2 separate regions of the Mus musculus genome follow, and region 1 is linked to region 2. Evidence: chromatin contacts called from public HiChIP or PLAC-seq data. All regions are on one chromosome and are shown on one strand. The core of a region is the stretch at or near the end of the contact, and the rest is flanking DNA. Distances in the headings are between cores, read along the strand shown.

Region 1 (3,784 bases), core at 383-2,882, 160 kb after region 2:
TTAAAGAATTATTTATTTTATATATGTGAGTACACTGTCACTGTCTTCAGATACACCAGAAGAGGGCAGCGAATCCTGTTACAGATGGTTGTGAGCCACTCTGTGGTTGCTGGGAATTGAACTCAGGACCTCTGGAAGAGCAGTCAGTGCTCTTAACCACTGAGCCATCTCTCCAGCTCCTCACTAAGCATTTTTTTTTAATGACAATTAATAGTTTCACAACTCAGCAAGAAGATGGTTGTGGTTAGGACTTGAACCAGGGCTCTGCATATGCTAAATCCATGAATCACCATTTTAAAAGTCTTAATGACTGCGAAGTATTTCCTCAAATGTTAACTGACCTATTAAAAAAGAAAAAAGTACGAGGCAGAAATCCAAAGGTATTTCACCAGAGCTCTTCTTGCTGGCACTTGGAATTAATTTTCAGTTACACAACACCACTGTAGTTTTGTGTGTGTGGTTAGGCCACTGTCTAGTTGCTTGCTTGGTTTTGATTGGGGGAGTTTGGTGTTTTTCTGCCTCTTTGCTCTGTACATTGTTTTGTTACCATGCTGCACTGTCATTGAGAAGTCTTATTCTGTTTCTCTCGATAACCTTTAGATTCCCAGGGTAATATTTCCACAAGCATGTAAGGTTTCTTACAACCCCAACTCTCATGTCAGAAACTAAATTCCTACTCTCTTCTCTTCCCAAAGGTGCTTTTTTTTTCTGACGCTGGCAGGGGTGAACACTGGCTTTGCTGCCACTAAAGATAAAATTCCATCGTGTTCTACTTCCCAGAGTGCTCTGCTCCAAACACCTCTCAGAGGTCCCCTTTCCCAAGTCCATGCTGCTCTTCTCACGTGCAGTCAGATAGGTCCCTGCCAGTCCCAGGAGTTGTATCAAAACTAGGATCTGACCTTCCAGCCCTAGGCGGCTGCCCTCTGCTCTACTGCGGCCAACACAGTAACTTTCTGAAACATAGTTTTCTGTCCTACATGCACAAGACTCTTCACGAGAAACAATCAGGCCATTCGCCTTTAATGTCAGCACTCAGGAGTCAGACGGATTTCTACGAATTTCTACACATAGCGGGTTCCAGGCCAGCCAGGATTACACAGTGAGACCTTGTCTCAAAAGGTTTTGTTTTTCTAAGAAACAGCGAAACTCTGGGTTCTTCAGGCGGGTATTCACAGCCTTTTTCTGTACTTTCCCCTTCCTACCCTCTTCCTACTCCTTCATCCCTGGAGACATCAACCTGGAAGGTTCCTGAAGACTGCTTTCCTGTCCGGTCTCTCCTTGACCGCCCGGTCTTTAATCTGTTCTGAGTTAGTGGAGCTCTGGTCCCGCGCTGTGCAGATTAAGTACAACGCACCCTGTCTACTGTCTGTTCAGTGTAGGAATCGCTACCTAAAAGGCAGCCCTGGACCAGAGGCCACACGCGAGTTCCCTGCCTTTCTCCCCTGCAGGAGGGATGCCAGTGTCTACATAGGACTTAACAAGTTAGCTCTCCTCCGGCTCCAGACCGCAAAGTGCGCACGCACCTCCAGACCGGCAGAGCCGCAGCGCGGCTGCTGATTGGCTGCGCGGGGTCAGGCGCTGTGGGCCGAGTGAACGCGAGTGACCCCGAGGGCGGGTGCTGACCGAGAATAACCCCGGGAGGGCGTGCCTCTCTGGGTGTCCGCACCCAGGACCAGCCTCGGGCGAGCGCGAGGGGCCAAGGTGTGGGGCTGAGGGTTCAACGCCCACCCCAGAAGAGCAGGCGGAGCTTCTGCACGGCCTCTCCACCCCCAGCTCAGTTTGTGGAGGCTCACAGTGCTTTCGGAGGTGTCGCGGGTCACTGAGAAATGCCCTAGTGACCCCAGTGAAATGGCTCCTCCTCACACTGTCCTTGATCCAGGAAAAAAACATGGCAGGAAGCTTTAGTTGGCAGAAACTGAAGTTACTCAAGGTGCAGCTTCTCTTGCCACGTCGTACTTTAGGGACAAAGGGCTGGGTTGATGGGAACAGGCTTTTGTGAAAGACTGGAGGAACGGGGGACAGTGAGTTCGCGTGAAGAATGAAGGTTATCACGCGAACATTGGTAGTGAAAGTTTAAAAAGGTTGCTCCACCGTGGAAAAGGTCAGTGAGTGAGTCACTCCACTCCTACTCGTGTGCCCAAATCAGCTGCAGACATCCACAATGTTCTTAAGAATTTTTACACAAATGTCTACAACAGGACCATCCACAGAAACAACTGAACAGTTAGCAGATGTTATCTGTGGAGCAGCCTAATGCTCTGGAGCTAGACATAGAAAGCCCATTATAACTGAATGGTGACTCTGTGTGTGTGTGTGTGTGTGTGTGTGTGTGTTTAAGTTGATTCCTCTTCAAATTGTATGTGTGTGTGCCTGTGTGTGTGTGTTAAAGTTGATTCCTCTTCAAATTGTGTGTGTGTGTGCCTGTGTGTTTATTTTTAAGTATACATGTATGTGAATTAAAGAGAATCCTTCTATTGGTCTGGAATCTTTATAAAGGAATAAGACTAGAGCCACAAGCAAGCTTGAGCCATCTCTGGCCTTTCCACTAAAGCCTGGGTGGGGCATAGTCAAGACAAAGGGTCTCTCTGAGACCATTGGACAAATCACTGAACCACTGTACCTCTGTGGCTTGGGTGTGGCAGGCTTAGCTGCACTGTGGGGAAAGGCAGAGTTGGGTCATCAAAGGGGGAGTGTTCTGCCTCTGGCAACCTCAGAATAGAGTCCTTGCTGCCTGTAATTAGGGATTGTGGCACTTGCCCTAAGGTCAACATTCAAGAATCAACGTAGTTAACTCTGGGTCACAGAAGAGAACTCTCCCTGTGACATTTCCCACAGTTGGTAGCAGAGTTAGAATCTAAAAGAAGACAGGAGATTGTTCCCTGATTCTATCCAGTGCTATCTGTTTTAGGAGCAGGGAGACAGTTCTAATAGAGGAAGGTAGCCTTGAGGGTCTCAGAGCTTGCTTGGGGAGGAGAGCACAGTTAGGCAAGCTGCCGTGGTAGAGAAAGGGGATTAAAGCAGCATGTGGTTGGATGTTAAGGGAGGGTGAATGGCATCTATTCCTGACAAACAGAAGGTTGTACGAGGTGGCTGGACATGGTTTTAGCTTCCTGCCACTGCCAGCCAGGGAGGGAGACCACACCACCAGGCTCTTTCTCTCAGTATAACTGGGTATCACTAGCAGGTTCCTAGGCATTAGACATATCTGGGTATGCCTGCTTTGTCCTGTCTTCCACACACAACATAGCCAGGAGGCAGGGGGACAGTGGGACCTGCAACCAGACCATTACAACATATTCACATTCTTCTCTCCTAGGGAATTCTGCCATAGGGACCACATTTAGGTATTTACAGCGTGCTATACAGTGAGATGAGATGTCATCTAGACCACAGCACGGTGTTCCTCTCTAGGAATGCTATCCATATGTATCATTATGTCTTCCACTCTGTAGATTTAGAACTTGGCTTCTTCAGGTTTCAGAGAATTAGAGTTGTGTTTGTGTAGTGATACAAACCCTTTTTAACTAGTCTAGTACATGCTCTCTGGATTCTACAACTACCGTACTTCAGTGTGGCCAGACTACAGTTTATATATCAGCTGCCTTTTGTCACATGGCTTGTATTTGTTCCCTTGACTTTTGAATCTAGACTATAATTAAACGGAATATTGAGTATTGCCTTTAGTCAACTAGTTTAATCAGTGCCCCTCCCACTTTGAGACAGGGTTTCTCTGTGTAGCCCTGGCTGTCCTGAAACTCACTTTGTAGACCAGGCTGGCCTCAAA
Region 2 (3,696 bases), core at 899-3,398:
CCACTTACTATCACTCCTAGTGACCCTCTAGGAAAATTTTTGCTTCCTGTCCCCATAACTCTAGGTTCTGCTGGCCTAGAAGTTTTGGCTCCAGAGAGGGGAATGCTCCTACCAGGAGCTACAACAAACATTCCATTGAACTGGAAGCTCAGACTTCCCCCTGGTCATTTTGGGCTTCTAATGCCCTTAAACCAACAGGCTAAAAAAGGAATAACAGTGTTAGGAGGGGTGATAGATCCAGATTACCATGGGGAAATTGGATTACCTCTTCACAATGGTGGTAAGCAAGATTATGTCTGGAGTGTAGGAGATCCCTTAGGGCGTCTCTTAGTACTACCATGTCCTGTGATTAAAGTCAATGGGAAACTACAACAGCCTAATCCAAGCAGGATGACAAAGGACGCAGACCCATCAGGAATGAAGGTATGGGTCAATCCTCCAGGAAAAGAGCCAAGACCTGCTGAGGTGCTGGCTGAAGGAGAAGGAAATACAGAATGGGTAGTAGAGGAAGGTAGTTATAAATACCAATTAAGGCCACGTAACCAGTTGCAGAAACGAGGATTATAAAGTAATATGAATGCCCATTGTAAATTTACAAATGCGTTTGCGATTGTACGAGGAATAGTTATATCATGTTAGGCGTATTTACAACCTTGTTATTGTTTCATGTGAACATGAGATATTATTTGTGTCAAGTTGACAAGGGGTGGATTGTAGTGGCTATTCCTGGTTGTCAACTTGACAATATTTGGAATGAATTACAATCCGGAATTGGAAGGCTCACCAGTGACCCTTATCTGGAGGCTTGGAGATCCTTATCTGGATCTTGGTTTGAAGATCTTGAGCCACAGTGGCTATGAATTCCAGAAGATTGAATCTCCGAGTTTAAGGAACACACCTTTAATCTGGGCTACGCCTTTCATCTGGGATTAAAGGTGTGGTGGAACACACCTTTAATCTGGGCTCCACCTTCTGCTGGAGACAATATAAGGACATTGGAAGAAGGGAGTCTAGCTCGAGCCCTTGCTCCTTCGCCTGCTTGCTGCGTGAGACTGAGTAACTGCTAGATCCTTGGACTTCCATTCACAGCTGCGACTGAACAATTGTTGGGAATTGGGCTGCCGACTGTAAGTCATCAATAAATTCCTTTACTATCTAGAGACTATCCATAAGTTCTGTGACTCTAGAGAACCCTGACTAATACAACCTTCGTGACCAAAGCAATTGGCAGAATAAGATCATGACTCCATGTCACGAGGACTGTCACTCCAGCACCCCTGTTAAGATAGCATTGTCTGTACTCTGGAGCCAATGCGCCTTGGTGATCTGCAGTGTGGAGCAGATTCGGACACTTTTCTTGGTACTCTGGCTCTGCTTTAAGCCTTCCTTCCCTTTCCTCCTGTGACGTCAGGGTTTGCCCTCCACTGGCTTCTCTGTCCAGGTACAGTTAGATCCTCTTCATGGGAAGACCCCAGTCACCACTGAGTCAGAGGCTGCAAACCATCTGAGGCCTCATCCCAGTTCAGAAGGATACGGTCAGCCCTTCCCTAGGGCAGACACCATCTCTATGGTTGTCCTGAGGTCCTATAGAAGGACCAGATGACACACAGGAGGCAGAAGAGAGGAGGAAAGAGACCACTTAGAAAACCGTTAACTCTTGATACAGAGGGACACATAGCAGTTTGTGCAATGTTTGGTATCTCCAATCTCAGCTAAGTTCTGTAGCCGCAGAGGTTCTATGGTTTCCAGATGGCCTTTAGGTACTAACAAGGCCTCAGTCCCACCTCCTAGTTCTACCAATCTGAGCAACAGATGGGTACACCCAGTGTCCACTCCGCATTAGAGAGACTGATCTTGTAGGCTTTGAGTTGGAGTGCTGCATTCCTATGAAATGTATGATACAGCTGAGACTGGATCAGTGCTCGGACCCTGCATGAACACTTAGCTTTTAACTTCATCAACATACTTACCAGGATAGTAAATAGCTAGAGACTGTTGGTGTTCAGACATCGCCACACAAACGGCGTGAACACTGATCTCAGTTAACTACTCAGAATAGTTATTGACTGCACTTTAATACTGGTCAGATCAGGAACAGAGCCCAGAATTATCAGAACTATGACAACAGATATCTTTTCCTGTCAGCTCACAAAGGATAAAACCACAAAAGCCACAGTGAGTTCACACACAGGAAGTACTGCCGGGTGGTCAGCTCTGACTCAAGTGATTTCAGACATAACAGTTCAAATTGTCCTTTGATTTGATGGGTCCTACACAAAGCTTTGTGGAATTTCTTAAGATTAGCAAAACTCATACCGCACATTCAGAACATACAGAACAAAACAGTATGTGGTCAGTATGTCCTTGAGCCAAGTCACTTCTGTGTATCTGGCAGGCATGTTACAGCAACAATATGAAATAGCTGACAGGCATGGTACAAAATGGCTACAGCTATGCTTGGAGGGGGAGGTGTCAAACCATAGCATTCCACCCTTTTTTGAGCTGTCCCAATGAGTCAAATCATTGACTCAAAATTTTTCTTTTCTGATGCTGGGCGTGGTGGCGCATGCCTTTAATCCCAGCACTTGGGAGGCAGAGGCAGGCAAATTTCTGAGTTTGAGGTCAGCCTGGTCTACAGAGTGAGTTCTAGGACAGTCAGGGCTACACAGAGAAACCCTGTCTCAGAAAAAAAAATTCTTTTCTGAGGCCAGGAGGACAAACTTTTATATCAGTCTTTGTTGGCTTAAATGTTTGACATTTTGATCTCCCTTCATAAGTGTTGCTTCTCTCATGCTGGTAGGTCTTGCTATGCTCATGCTTTTTAGGAAAGGCATTATTAGTGTTGGCACTGCCCTGGCCATCTGGGAATGGTGTAGAAGTCCCAGGTGTCCCTAACCTCCTTCTCCAGGATAATACTGTACCAGAGGCTACAGATGTACAAGTATGCAAAATTCAGAAGTTTCAGTGATGCTAAAGGGACTGATACAGGGGGTCAGTGCCAAGGCACAAGCAAACCAAGTGCCTTTTGGCGGTACTAAAGAGTAAGGGGAAACTCCTGCATTAGCATCTGTACATTATTACGGTGTTGCAGGTACTGAGACCGATATCTTATATAAGCAGAGAGACCTTGTCCTTTCTAGGACAGGGAGAGGGCATTAACATTCTCTTGGAACCACTGATGTCTAAGACCCTGTTCCTAGTGACCTGGACTCTCTGGATGGTGAATATCATCCCAGGGTCATTACCAGATGCATAAAGGAGGAGCCCCCAAATCTACCCTGTATCTCATAAATCATTTGTATCATTTTTATCTTAATTTGAGTGGGGTTGGTCTTCCCAAGTTTTCTAGACTGACTCAACCTTCTGTGGCTGAATATACTTATCTTTATCAGTTACCCAGGAAGCTAATGCTTTATCGCCCCACATATCACAAAAGCACACACCATGTCCCCTGCAAGTCAGGGTCTTCAACTGAGGGGCAGGCATATACCTGAAGGGTGGCCAAAGTATTTTCCATATTCTGGATCCTATATCCAAAGACCTAGAGAATGAGGGAACATATATGTTTGTGGCCTTTGGGCACCTGTTCCATTTTGGCCCAAACAATTTACATACGTCAAACGTGAGGGCGGGGGGAACCATAAGCAATGTTATTTAGGCTTCCGTCCGTAGTTCTAATCGATGTTCATGTGTGTT

What was found. HiChIP or PLAC-seq counts read pairs in DNA pulled down with a chosen protein or histone mark.
Region 1: an HNF4G HiChIP or PLAC-seq map of pancreatic cancer cells shows a contact between it and region 2. The contact joins two enhancer-like sites. A contact is called at or near these places in 1 of 15 datasets of contacts at CTCF or cohesin (large pre-B cells), 1 of 484 Hi-C or Micro-C datasets (3T3-L1-derived adipocytes), 3 of 115 datasets of contacts at active chromatin or transcription factors (acute myeloid leukemia, embryonic stem cells and pancreatic cancer cells) and 2 of 9 other capture datasets (adipose tissue and liver).

Annotation. Positions count from the first base shown.
Region 1 is chr19:44,387,064-44,390,847 of GRCm38.p6, forward strand. No RefSeq gene overlaps it. Among named protein-coding and RNA genes, the nearest start is that of Scd1, 19 kb to the right of the region's middle. Within about 2 kb of position 1,633, at least 425 of the 459 cell types and tissues checked have an H3K27ac peak or open chromatin away from gene starts, as enhancers often do. A contact at or near this core is called in pancreatic cancer cells, where this site is marked.
Region 2 is chr19:44,223,738-44,227,433 of GRCm38.p6, forward strand. The region is part of intron 2 of Scd3 (stearoyl-coenzyme A desaturase 3); the gene reads left to right. It also overlaps a transcript of Pkd2l1 not described here. Among named protein-coding and RNA genes, the nearest start is that of Scd3, 22 kb to the left of the region's middle. Within about 2 kb of position 2,149, at least 39 of the 459 cell types and tissues checked have an H3K27ac peak or open chromatin away from gene starts, as enhancers often do. A contact at or near this core is called in pancreatic cancer cells, where this site is marked.